Linked DNA regions of Mus musculus: region 1 is linked to region 2. A link is a contact called in public Hi-C data. All regions are on one chromosome and are shown on one strand. Each heading gives the region's core, a stretch centred on a gene start, on an enhancer-like site or on the middle of the called end of the contact. The rest is flanking DNA. Distances are from core to core; before and after follow the strand shown.

Region 1 (6,863 bases), core at 3,826-6,325, 77 kb after region 2:
ATATCTCCAGGGCTGGGAGTTGAGGTCAGTGGTAGAGCATTTGTCTATATTTCATCCTCCATACATGATAAATGCTTGTGGCCGGGCATGATGTCGCATGCTTGTAACCCAAGCACCTGGGAGATGAAAGCAGTGGGATTCGAAACTGAAGGTTGTTCTCAGCGATACAGTGAGCTGGAGGCCAACCTGGAGGTGCCTGAGATACAAAGACAAAACTGGGCAGGGCGGATAGCTCAGCAGCTATGGATGCATGTTGCAAAGCCTGTTGACCCAGGGAAAGGTAGAAGGAGAGAACCAGATAGACAAAATTGTTCTCTGACCTTAACATGCTTGCTATGGAAGAGCTCTCCAATCATGTGCACGTGCACACAGACACACCAGATACACAGACATGCACAGAGACACACAGACACACACACACACACACAGACACACACACACACATGAACAGACATATACACAAAGACAGACACAGACATACACAGACACACACAAAGGCACATACACACAGACACACATAGACACTCACATACACACAGGCACACACACTAATAACAATGATGATGATGACTGAAAAATTTAAAGCACTGGAGAGGCTGTTAATTCAGAAGACCTGAATTGGATCCCAAGCACCTACATGGCAGCTCACAACCATCCATAACTGTTTCATGGGATCTGACGCCCTCCTCTGCTCTGGGAGCACAAGGTACACACATGGTACACATACATGTGGGTAAAACACACACACAGTTTTAAAGGAAGCATATCTTTACAGAACAAATGAAGGGACACGTTAGTTTTAGACACCTTTCAAGTAAAGCCTCTACAAGCAGGTGATGTTCAGTCAGAGACTCAAATGAAGTTAAAAAGAAAGTGGGGGCTGACGAGAGAGCTCAGCAGTTAAAAAGACCTGCTGCCAGGCCTGACAGCCTGAGTTCAAATCTCAGGGCTCGCACAGTGGAAGGAGAGAACCGACTCCCACTCCCACGGGTCACCCTCTGCTGCTTCTGCAGCATCAACAGTGCCCACAGCCACACGTGGGTACACAGAAACATGACTAAAGTTTTACATTTAAATGCTGGAGAGTTGGCTCAGGGACTAAAATCACTGGCTGCATTTACAGAGGACCTGGGTTCAACCTAAGCACCCACAACTCTCCGTAACTCCAGTTCCAGGGAATCTGACCCTTCTGGCCTCTGCAGGCATCAGGCACACATTTATGCACAGACATACATGCAGGAAAAGTAGCCATATGCCTAAAACATGGATAAATAACTCAAAGGAAAAGAAGAAAACAAAAGAAAGAAGAAAAAGAGGAGGAAGATGAGGAGAAAATGATGATGATGATGATGGTAATGGTGATGATGTTTGGAGAGATGTCCCTTCAGACGTTAATAGCACTTGCGGCTCTTCTTGGGGACCTGGGTTTGGTTTCCAACACTCACATAGTGGGTCACAATCATCTGTAACTCCAATTCCAGGAGATCTAATGCCCTCTGCTGGCCACCATGGGCACTGCACATTCATGGTGTGTGTGTGTGTGTGTGTGTGTGTGTGTGTGTGTGTGTGTGTGTATGTGTGTGTGTAGAGCAAATGGCAGCCAGACCTAGTACTGCAGCCTGCAATCCCAGCTCTTTATGAGATTGAGACAGAAAGGTCATGAGTTCAAGGCTTGCCTGGACTACACAGTACGTTCAAGACCAGACTAGGCAACTTAGGGAGATGAAAGTCTCAATTTAAAAAGAAAATGAAGGACTGGAGAGGTGGCTCAGTGGTTAAGGTCACTGGCTACTCTTCCAGAGGTTCTGAGTTCAATTTCAGCAACCACATGGTGACTCACAACCATCTGTGATGGGATCCAATGCCCTCTAATGGTGTGTCTACAGTGTCTACAGTGTCCTCATACATTAGAAAAGAAAAGAAAAGAAAAGAAAAGAAAAGAAAAGAAAAGAAAAAAGGACAAGCAGTGGTGCACGTCTTTAATCCTAGCACTCAGCAGGCAGAGGCAGGAGCATCTCTGAGTTTGAGGCCTAGCTGACAGAGCAAGTGCCAGGACATCCAGAGCTACATAGAGAAACCCTGCATAAGAAAAAAAGAAAGTAGTAAATAAGTTAATTCAATAAAGAGTAAAATAAGCAGGAAGGGAGGCTGGAGAAGAACAGCACACATTGCTCTTGCAGCGGGCCTGGATGCAGTCCCAGCACTCATATGGTGGCGCAGCCTTGACTTCTAAGGGCACTAGGCTCACATGGTGCACATAGTGCCACATAATGCATATGGGCAAACTTTTATAGCCATAAAACAAAAATAAACAAAAAAATTAAGTGGGGCTGGGGGGAAAAAAAAGAGGGCCAGGGCTGTGCTCTGCTCAGTGTTCCATGTTCTTTGTGCTTAGCTCAGTGCTCCATGTTCACTTGGCACAGGTGGGGTCCTGAGTGATGAGGGGAAGAGAGGGAGGAGAGACCAAACCAGCAACCAGCCAGCCAAACAATCAAATAAACAAATAAACAAACCCAGAGCTAGACAGAGCCCATAGAGCCAACCCTTCCGGTAAGGCACGTGAAAAGACCCGTGGAGAGTGTGCTGTTGTGATCTGTGCACTTAAAGCTTTGCAGTGTCAGGCTGTGTCTGGGTGGGGGCTGGAGGCTGAAGCATCAGACTTCCTACAACAGTATAACTGTGCTCAGGATGTCTGAAGAATCCCCACCACATAGTCTTCTCAACCTGTGTCCTAGTGTGTGTGTGTGTGTGTGTGTGTGTGCGCGTGCGCGCGCGCAAGGGTCAGGGTGTGGAGTATAAAGTGGGAATATTGTATGGAATGCTTTGTGTCAGGGTTCAGCTGTTTATGTGTGTGGGGGCAATAGAACTCTGAATGCCATAGCATGTGTGTGCATGTGTGTGCATGCAGGGTGTGTGTATGTGCATGGTATGTGTGTTCTGGGGTGTGCATGTGTGTGTGCAGGGTGTGTGTGTGTGTGTGCTCAGGGTGAGGGTGCCCAGCTGTGTGTGTGGGTGTACTGGGGGATGTTGTGAAGCTGTTTTCTGTCCCCAGAGGGAAAGAGTAAGCTCAGGAAATCACAGTTCCGCCCTGTTCCTGGGTCTCCAGGCAACCGTACCACTTTGAAGTTACTAGGAGACAAGGTTTCCAGGGAAACAGGCTTGAGTGACAGCTCACGAGCCAAGTTTGGGTGAAGAGACTGGCTGAGAAATCAGGATCACCCACCACTCACCTTGGTTCCCTCAGTTCTTCCTCTTTCATTCAGTGACTTGACAAGAATTGCACTTTTCCAGTGTGGTCATAGACTCTTGTGAATGAAGCCCTCATTCTCTCTTCTCTCTCTCTCTCTCTCTCTCTCTCTCTCTCTCTCTCTCTCTCTCTTTCTACACACACACAATTTTCTCTCTCCTCTTAATACAAGCAGGCATTAAGAAGGTCCCAGGCCAAAAAGAAAGTTAGATGACAGGCCTCTTAAAGGGCCCTCATACAGGGAACCTGGGAGAGGTCTCAGTATGTACAGTGCAGGATGTACAGGCACGAGCCTGAGAGTCGACCCATTTAAACACTGGACACAGGATCGGTCTCGTGGTGGGGCTGTGACGGTCATCCAGTCTGACATACACAGCAGTGAACAAGACACACTGTGCAAATGAGCTAGAAGGTAAGGACTGACCTCCACACGCTAGGTGGCACAGGTAATCCTGCACACGCCCACACAAAAAAAGATTTTTAAAAAATCCCAGAAATCGGGGCCAGTGAGATGGCTTAGAGGACTCTTGCCACCAGCCCTGAAGATCTGTCATCCAGGGGCTGGCGAGATGGCTCAGCGGTTAAAAAACACTGACTGCTCTTCCAGAGGTCCTGAGTTCAATTCCCAGCAACCACATGGTGGCTCACAACCATCTACAATGGAATCTGATGATCTCTTCTGTCATGTAGGTGTACATGAAGACAGAGCACTCATATACATAAAATAAATAAATAAATCTTTTTTTAAAAATCTGTCATCCAGGGGACACACATGGTGGGGTAGAAAGAACTGCATCCCATCCCAGAAGTTGTCCTCAGAGTGCATGCACTCTGTGTCAATGGGAGTATATACACACTCACACCAACTAAATAAATGTAATCACCCCTCCCCCCATGGAGGGCAGAGTGCCTGCTCAGCATGGACAAAACCCCGAATTTCACCCCCAGCCTTGTATTAACTTATCATAGTGGCACAGGCTAAAATGTCTGGGACCCTACCAAAAAATAAAATTCCCCATATTCAACTATGCAGAGACAAGCAAACAGGTCTCTGTGAACTTTGCTTCGGTGACATCAGCAATTGTTCACACCAACGCATTACAATGATCACATGGAATCACAATATTCATTTTGCAGGTGGGCAAGCTAAAAGTCTGGTTATCATCATCATTATTATTATTTTTAAAGATAGGTGCTCATGTAACTCAGGCTGGTTGCAAACCTCAATATATATCTAAGGGAACCTACTTTTTTTTTTTTTTTTTTTTGAGACGGTTTCTCTAGACTGGCCTTGATCTTAAGAGATTCACCTGCCTCTGCCACTCAAGTACTGGAATTAAAGGTGCGCGACACCACCGACCGGCTTCTACTTTTTTTAATGTTTAGATTTATTTTTACATGAGTGTGTGTATAAGCGCGGGGCCATAAATATATGGGTGCCACGTGTCCGCGGAGTCCAGAAGAGGGCGTCGGATTCCCTCACACTGTACTTGTGCATGGCTGTGAATCACCTAGTAGATGGTGGGAACTGAACCCGGGTCTTTTGGAGGAGCAGCCAGTGCTCGTAACGACTGAGCCATTCTCTACAGCTCCGACCTAGAGCCTGGGCGTCTCTTTGGAGCACGTTTGGACCCTCGACCTTCCTTTCCTTTTAATCGATCACACGGCTTCTTGCAGCAATTCCCTCAAAGTACCCACTTCCTCCACGCTCCGTGTTTTGATCATTGGCTGACAGCTCCAGCGACGAACTTAGTCTGTGAACTATAGCCAATGAGGCCTCTGTGTGGGCGGGCCCAAGATGAGATATCGCTTTTGATTGGTCAGCGGCACTCAGCAAATGGCGGAGGCGCTGAGGCGGGTGCTGAATGCCGGCTGCGCGGCAAGGCCAGGAGAGGATGGCGCTGCCGGGCCGCCATTGCTGTTGCTCGGCGCTCCGCGCTCTGCGCAGACGTCGCTGCTGTTTGCAGCCGCCCTTGAGGCGGCAGGGGAAGGCCGCGGGTCCGTCCTCTTCGTGACGCGAAGGCCCCTTCAGAGCCTGCCGCTCAGTACACCCACAGCGCGAGAGCATTGGCGGCTCCAGGTAAACGGAGGGCTGGACCTGGCAATGCGTTACCCAATGGCGGGCTAGTTCGCGCCTGAGTGACAGTTCGATAGGCAAATGGCAGCGTGAATCGTAGATTCACAACTAAATCGTCATAAAGCGTCTGTGGAAGTGGTGGGTGGAAGAGGCGGAGTAGGGTCGTGGGACGGGACAGTGCGGGTTTAGTTAAGATGAAGTGAAAGACCGTCCTGTGGTCGGGCGGCATTGGTGAGCATGGGTGACAAACCAAAACAAACCACCAAAAACAACAACAAAAAAATACGGACTGGGATTAACTGAACAGAGAATTTACCTAACATGCGCGAAGCCCTGGGTTCTTTCTATCCCTTTAACCAGACTTGATAATATATGCCTGGGATTCAGTTCTCAGAAGTGTCAGGCCATCCTTGGCTACAAAACGCGTTTGCGATCATCCTGGGTCACATGAGGCCCTGTATTAAAGAAAAAAAATGTTTTTTCCTTAAATAATCTTGAGCAGTGACAACTGCTGGAGAAGGGCAGGTGACAAGGGTGAAGTATTTGAGCTGGTGCTTCATCCTGGAACTTTATATATGGACCATGAGAGCCTAGACCGGAAAGTATAGAAGTGAGGTAGCCATAATAGGGAGTTTTGACCTCCTATATTAAGTCTAGCCTTTTCCTATCTTCTAGAAGGTTCGTTTCCAGTACCCATCCTCAATTCAAGAGCTTCTCCAGCTGCTGGCCTCTGCCCATGAGGCCCCAGCACCGACCCCATCCCTTCTACTCCTGGACGGCCTGGAAGAATATCTCGCAGAGGATCCCAGTGCCCAGGAAGCCGCCTACTTGGCTGCATTGCTTCTGGATACTGCTGCCTTCTTTAGCCACCGTCTTGGAGCCAATGGCAGTTGTGGGCTTGTTGTGGCCCTTGAAACCCAGAAAGAAGCAGAGGCCGATGCCCCACATCTGCCATTACTTAAGCGATATTTTCCTGCACAGTGCTGGTTGCAGCCAGATGCCCTAGGCTTGGGACAGCATTGCTGCCTTCGAGCCAGCCTAGAGTTGGGCAAACTGAGCCCTAGGACAGAGTGGTCAGTGAGTTTCTTACCCTGTGGAGAGATGAAGGTCACCCCATGGCTTGCCCAGGCTTCTAAGCTCAGCCCAGAGAAGAAAGATTCAAGTGCTGGAAGCCAGTCCTTAACTTTGGGATGTGACAACCTCCCTGGTCCTGGGTCTCCCTTGGATGGGATACTTACTTCAGAGACAGGTGCAGATTCAAAGACCTGAAAAATGTAGATTTTCTGTTTATAAACTAGCATTATTGTCATCAGGGCTGGCAAGATCCCTTGGCAACAGGCACGGTAATTTGACTGATTCCCGGGACCCTCGTGGTAGAAAGAACTGACTCCTGCAAGTTGTCTTCTGACCTCCACATTTGGGTGGAAACACACAGCCCTCCACACTAATGATAAATTAGTAATGAGACCTTTAAGATAAGTAAGGCCAGCAGAGCCTTCCTTTGCCCACTCACCGTTGTCAATGAGATTCAGCCATGTT
Region 2 (6,803 bases), core at 1,538-4,037:
CGCACACCTTTAATCCCAGCACCGGGGAGGCAAAGGCAGGCAGATTTCTGTGAGAGCAAGGCTAGCCTGGTCTATACAGTGACACCCTGTCTCAAAACAAAACAAAAACCTCAAAAACAAATCCTAGTAACAAAGCCAAGGATAATGGGTCGCGCTGGTGACTCCAGAACTCAGGAGGTGGAGACAGGAGGGTCAGAAGTGCAAGGTTAGCCTACATAATGAGCCAGCCTGGGCTATGTAATGAAACAGTACAAAACTCCACAGTGGTAAACACCCTTTGCCCCTGAGAGATGGGTATGACTATTTCCTTAAGCTGAAATTTTTAAAATCTTATTTTCGGATAGAATTTTACCTCAAAAAGTAAAACCTGGGTCTGGAGGGACTCTCAGAAGCTAAGAGTATCTGCCGCAGCTGCAAAGCATCTACAGGATAGCTCACAGCACCTGTAACTCTGGTTCCAGGGGCCCCAGTGCCCTCTTCTGGCGTCTTCAAGCATCACACAGCACACAGCACAGCCAAACATCCACACATAAATGGAAAAAGTCAGCCATCATGACACACACATTTAATCTGGCACTAGGAGGCAGAGGCAGGTGGATCTCTGTGAGTCCAAAGCCAGCTTGATTTCTATATTGAGTTTTAGGTCAACTAGAGATACATCATGAGTTCCTCTTTTTAAAAAAGTCCTTTAAGCCGGGCGTGGTGTCACACGCCTTTAATCTCAGCACTTGGGAGGCAGAGGCAGGCAGATTTCTGAGTTCGAGGCCAGCCTGGTCTACAGAGTGAGTTCCAGGGCTACACAGAGAAACCCTGTCTCAAAAAACCAAAAAAACAAAACAAAACAAACAAACAAAAAGCAACCAAAAAAATCCTTTAAAACTGTTTTTTAAAGATAAAGTCTTTTAGTTTGTGTGTGGATTACAGTTTTTCCTTTCTTCCTTTTCTTTCTTTTTGAGGTTTCTCTCTTGCAGCCCAGGACAGACTCCAATCCACTCAGTAGCCAAGGGTGACCTTAAGCTCCTGACCTTCTTGCCTCTGTAGCACTGGGATCACCGCTGGGCGCTACCACACTGGACTTTCCTGGTCGTGGGGATGGAACCCAGGGCTTTGTGTGTGCTTGGCCAGCACTCTGCCAATTGAGCCACAGCCTCAACCTAAAAAGTTCTGCCTTCTGTTCTACAGCTATGAGAATGCTTCCGCATCACCACTGCTTCTCGGTATTACCCAGTTTGGTCTTTTTGCAGATTTTATTATCCTCTGCTTCCCTCTGGCCCCACGCAGGAAGACTCCCACTTGCATCCAGTGGTGGTTTGTTTATGCTCGGGCCAGGGAGTGGCATGATTAGAAGGTGTATCACTGTGGGTGTGGGCTGTAAGACCTCACCCTAGCTGCCTGGAAGTCAGTATTCTGCTAAAAGCTTTCAGATGAAGATGTAGAACTCTCAACACCATGTCTGCCTGGATGCTGCCATGTTCCCGCCTTGATGATAATGGACTGAACCTCTGACCCTGTAAGCCAGCCCCAATTAAAGGTTGTCCTTGTAGAGTTGCCTTGGTCATGGTGTCTGTCACAGCAGTAAAACTAAGACATAGCCCTGACCTCCTCCTGTCAGGTTTCTGTTCTCAAGGTGCCTGGTATGGCGCTCACTGGCCTGCCTCTGGGGTGTCAAGTATGGAGAGGCCACACTGATGGCGGTCCTAGGGATGTCCTCGGTCCACCTCTTTCACTTTGGTTACCTGAGCCTGGGAACGGGATGCATCACCATAGAGCTTAGCCTTGCCAGTGTGGAGCAACTAAGAAGGCAGAGGCTTGCTCCAGATGGTAAGTAGGATCCACCTCATATACCATATTCTACAGTGTGTGTCCATCGTATACCATGCTCTACAGTGTGACTCCCTTGTATAACGTGTTCTACAGTGTGCCTCCCTGAAATACCATGTTCTGCAGAGTGACTCCCTCAAATAGCATGCTCTACAGTGTGCCTCCTTCATATATCATGTTCTACAGTGTGACTCCCTCAGATACCATGTACTACTGTGTGCGTCTCTCATATACCATGTTCTACATTGTGAGTCCCTCACGTAGCATACTCTACAGTGTGCCTTCCTCACATATCATATTCTACAGTGTGACTCCCTCGCATAGCATGATCTATAGTGTGCTTTCCTCATATACCTTATTCTACAGAGTGCATCTGTCATATACCATGTTCTATAGTGTGAGTTTCTCCAATAGCATGCTCTACAGTGTGACTCCCTCACATAGTATGTTCTACAGTGTGGCTCCCTCATATAACATGTACTACAGTGTGCCTCCCTCAGATATTATGGTCTACAGTGTGACTCTGTCACATAGCATTCTCTACAGTGTGCGTCCCTCATATACCATGTTCTACAGTGTGAGTCACTAACATAGCATGGTCTACAGTGTGACTCTATCACATAGCATGCTCTACAGTGTGCATCTATCATATATCATGTTCTATAGTGTTTGTCATATACCATGTTCTACAGTGTGACTCCCTCATATACCATGTTCTACAGTGTGTGTCTGTCATATACCATATGCTACAGTGTGAGACCCTCACATAGCATTCTCTACAGAGTCACTCTCTCACATAGCATGCTCTATAGTGTGCCTCCCTCAGATATCATGTTTTAGAGTGTGACTAGATAAAATAGCATGCTCTAGAGTGTGCCTCTCTCAGGTATTATGTTCTACAGTGTGACTCCCTCACATAGCATGCTGTACAGTGTGATTCCCACAGATACCACGTACTACCGTGTGCGTCCCTCAGATACCATGTTGCACAGTGTAACTCCCTCACATAGCATGCTCTACAGTGTGCGTCCCTCATATACCTTGTTTTGTTGGGAGCCGCGCCCACATTCGCCGTTACAAGATGGCGCTGACAGCTGTGTTCTAAGTGGTAAACAAATAAACTGCGCATATGCCGAGGGTGGTTCTCCACTCCATGTGCTCTGCCTTCCCCGTGACGTCAACTCGGCCGATGGGCTGCAGCCAATCAGGGAGTGACACGTCCTAGGCGAAATATAACTCTCCTAAAAAAGGGACGGGGTTTCGTTTTCTCTCTTTCTTGCCACTTACACTCTTGCTCCTGAAGATGTAAGCAATAAAGTTTTGCTGCAGAAGATTCTGGTCTGTTGCGTCTTTCCTGGCCGGGCGTGAGAACGCGTCTAATAACAATTGGTGCCGAATTCCGGGACGAGAAAAAACTCGGGACTGGCGCAAGGAAGATCCCTCATTCCAGAACCAGAACTGCGGGTCGCGGTAATAAAGGTTCCCGTAAAGCAGACTGTTAAGAAGGATTCAACTGTATGAATTCAGAACTTTTCAGCTGGGGAACGAGAGTACCAGTGAGTACAGCTTTACGAGGTAAGCCTGGCCTTGAACTTTCTAAGGAAATTCAAGACAGTCTATCAGAAGTAAAGTGGAAAATGTTTGGCCTTGAATTTTTTCTAGTGTTAGAAGCCCTTTTGTTCCTTTTCACATGTTATCAAGTGGTTAAGGCAGGGAGGATTCTAGAGGAAATTCAGGACAAGCTATCAGAAGTAAAGTGGGGAGAGAGAGTAGGAACAAAGAGGAAATATGGTACACAAAATAAGTATACAGGCCTTTCCAAGGGTCTTGAACCCGAGGAAAAGTTAAGGTTAGGTAGGAATACCTGGAGAGAGATTAGAAGAAAAAGAGGAAAAAGGGAAAAGAAGAAAGATCAATTAGCGGAGGTCTCTAGGAAAAGGAGCCTGTGCTCATCGCTGGATGGGCTCGGGGAGCCAGCTCTTAGTAGCTCTGAAGCAGATGAAGAATTCTCCTCTGAAGAAACAGACTGGGAGGAAGAAGCAGCTCATTATGAGAAAAAAGGGTACCAGCCAGGTAAAGTGCTAGCTAATCAGTTAAGGAAGCCAAAAGCGGCTGGCGAAGGCCAGTTTGCTGATTGGCCTCAGGGCAGTCGGCTTCAAGGTCCGCCCTATGCGGAGTCCCCGCCCTGCGTAGTGCGTCAGCCCTGCGCAGAGAGGCAGTGCGCAGACTCATTCATTCCCAGAGAGGAACAAAAGAAAATACAACAGGCATTTCCGGTCTTTGAAGGAGCCGAGGGTGGGCGTGTCCACGCTCCGGTAGAATACTTACAAATTAAAGAAATTGCCGAGTCGGTCCGTAAATACGGAACCAATGCTAATTTTACCTTGGTGCAGTTAGACAGGCTTGCCGGCATGGCACTAACTCCTGCTGACTGGCAAACGGTTGTAAAAGCCGCTCTCCCTAGTATGGGCAAATATATGGAATGGAGAGCTCTTTGGCATGAAACTGCACAAGCGCAGGCCCGAGCAAACGCAGCTGCTTTGACTCCAGAGCAGAGAGATTGGACTTTTGACTTGTTAACGGGTCAGGGAGCTTATTCTGCTGATCAAACAAACTACCATTGGGGAGCTTATGCCCAGATTTCTTCCACGGCTATTAGGGCCTGGAAGGCGCTCTCCCGAGCAGGTGAAACCACTGGTCAATTAACAAAAGTTGTCCAGGGACCTCAGGAATCCTTCTCAGATTTTGTGGCCAGAATGACAGAGGCAGCAGAGCGAATTTTTGGAGATTCAGAGCAAGCCGCGCCTCTGGTAGAACAGCTAATCTATGAGCAAGCCACAAAGGAGTGCCGAGCGGCCATAGCCCCAAGAAAGAACAAAGGCTTACAAGACTGGCTCAGGGTCTGTCGAGAGCTTGGGGGACCTCTCACCAATGCAGGCTTAGCGGCCGCCATCCTCCAATCTCAGAACCGCTCCATGAGCAGAAATGATCAGAGGACATGTTTTAATTGCGGAAAGCCTGGGCATTTTAAGAAAGATTGCAGAGCTCCAGATAAACAGGGAGGGACTCTCACTCTTTGCTCTAAGTGTGGCAAGGGTTATCATAGAGCCGACCAGTGTCGCTCTGTGAGGGATATAAAGGGCAGAATTCTTCCCCCACCTGATAGTCAATCAGCTTATGTGCCAAAAAACGGGTCATCGGGCCCTCGGTCCCAGGGCCCTCAAAGATATGGGAACCGGTTTGTCAGGACCCAGGAAGCAGTCAGAGAGGCGACCCAGGAAGACCCACAAGGGTGGACCTGCGTGCCGCCTCCGACTTCCTATTAATGCCTCAAATGAGTATTCAGCCGGTGCCAGTGGAGCCTATACCATCCTTGCCCCCGGGAACCATGGGCCTTATTCTCGGCCGGGGTTCACTCACCTTGCAGGGCTTAGTAGTCCACCCTGGAGTTATGGATTGTCAACATTCCCCTGAAATACAGGTCCTGTGCTCAAGCCCTAAGGGCGTTTTTTCTATTAGTAAAGGAGATAGGATAGCTCAGCTGCTGCTCCTCCCTGATAATACCAGGGAGAAATTTGCAGGACCTGAGATAAAGAAAATGGGCTCCTCAGGAAATGATTCTGCCTATTTGGTTGTATCTTTAAATGATAGACCTAAGCTCCGCCTTAAGATCAACGGAAAAGAGTTTGAAGGCATCCTTGATACCGGAGCAGATAAAAGTATAATTTCTACACATTGGTGGCCCAAAGCATGGCCCACCACAGAGTCATCTCATTCATTACAGGGCCTAGGATATCAATCATGTCCCACTATAAGCTCCATTGCCTTGACGTGGGAATCCTCTGAAGGACAGCAAGGGAAATTCATACCTTATGTGCTCCCACTCCCGGTTAACCTCTGGGGAAGGGATATTATGCAGCATTTGGGCCTTATTTTGTCCAATGAAAACGCCCCATCGGGAGGGTATTCAGCTAAAGCAAAAAATATCATGGCAAAGATGGGTTATAAAGAAGGAAAAGGGTTAGGACATCAAGAACAGGGAAGGATAGAGCCCATCTCACCTAATGGAAACCAAGACAGACAGGGTCTGGGTTTTCCTTAGCGGCCATTGGGGCAGCACGACCCATACCATGGAAAACAGGGGACCCAGTGTGGGTTCCTCAATGGCACCTATCCTCTGAAAAACTAGAAGCTGTGATTCAACTGGTAGAGGAACAATTAAAATTAGGCCATATTGAACCCTCTACCTCACCTTGGAATACTCCAATTTTTGTAATTAAGAAAAAGTCAGGAAAGTGGAGACTGCTCCATGACCTCAGAGCCATTAATGAGCAAATGAACTTATTTGGCCCAGTACAGAGGGGTCTCCCTGTACTTTCCGCCTTACCACGTGGCTGGAATTTAATTATTATAGATATTAAAGATTGTTTCTTTTCTATACCTTTGTGTCCAAGGGATAGGCCCAGATTTGCCTTTACCATCCCCTCTATTAATCACATGGAACCTGATAAGAGGTATCAATGGAAGGTCTTACCACAGGGAATGTCCAATAGTCCTACTATGTGTCAACTTTATGTACAAGAAGCTCTTTTACCAGTGAGGGAACAATTCCCCTCTTTAATTTTGCTCCTTTACATGGATGACATCCTCCTGTGCCATAAAGACCTTACCATGCTACAAAAGGCATATCCTTTTCTACTTAAAACTTTAAGTCAGTGGGGTTTACAGATAGCCACAGAAAAAGTCCAAATTTCTGATACAGGACAATTCTTGGGCTCTGTGGTGTCCCCAGATAAGATTGTGCCCCAAAAGGTAGAGATAAGAAGAGATCACCTCCATACCTTAAATGATTTTCAAAAGCTGTTGGGAGATATTAATTGGCTTAGACCTTTTTTAAAGATTCCTTCCGCTGAGTTAAGGCCTTTGTTTAGTATTTTAGAAGGAGATCCTCATATCTCCTCCCCTAGGACTCTTACTCTAGC

Evidence for each region. A called contact is a pair of places that touch in the nucleus more often than the background predicts.
Region 1: a contact with region 2 is called in a Hi-C map of the N1E-115 cell line, with 3 times the contacts expected there. The contact joins the promoter of Swsap1 here to the enhancer-like site in region 2. A contact is called at or near these places in 11 of 39 promoter capture datasets (the 3T3-L1 cell line, embryonic stem cells, liver and 5 more), 17 of 484 Hi-C or Micro-C datasets (the C2C12 cell line, the G1E-ER4 cell line, the HL-1 cell line and 11 more), 4 of 115 datasets of contacts at active chromatin or transcription factors (CD8 T cells, bone marrow-derived dendritic cells, embryonic stem cells and 1 more) and 2 of 9 other capture datasets (liver and pancreatic islet).

What each region holds. Positions count from the first base shown.
Region 1 is chr9:21,950,678-21,957,540 of GRCm38.p6, forward strand. Swsap1 (SWIM type zinc finger 7 associated protein 1) reads left to right here and starts at 5,076. Exons shown (of 2, transcript NM_025870.1): 1 at 5,076-5,327; 2 at 6,000-6,863. The coding sequence starts at 5,085. The coding sequence ends at 6,593. It overlaps Gm45914 (predicted gene, 45914), which reads right to left and starts at 5,329. Exons shown (of 1, transcript NR_132099.1): 1 at 4,607-5,329.
Region 2 is chr9:21,876,319-21,883,121 of GRCm38.p6, forward strand. No RefSeq gene overlaps it. Among named protein-coding and RNA genes, the nearest start is that of Dock6, 27 kb to the left of the region's middle. Within about 2 kb of position 2,788, at least 3 of the 459 cell types and tissues checked have an H3K27ac peak or open chromatin away from gene starts, as enhancers often do. A contact at or near this core is called in the N1E-115 cell line, where this site is marked.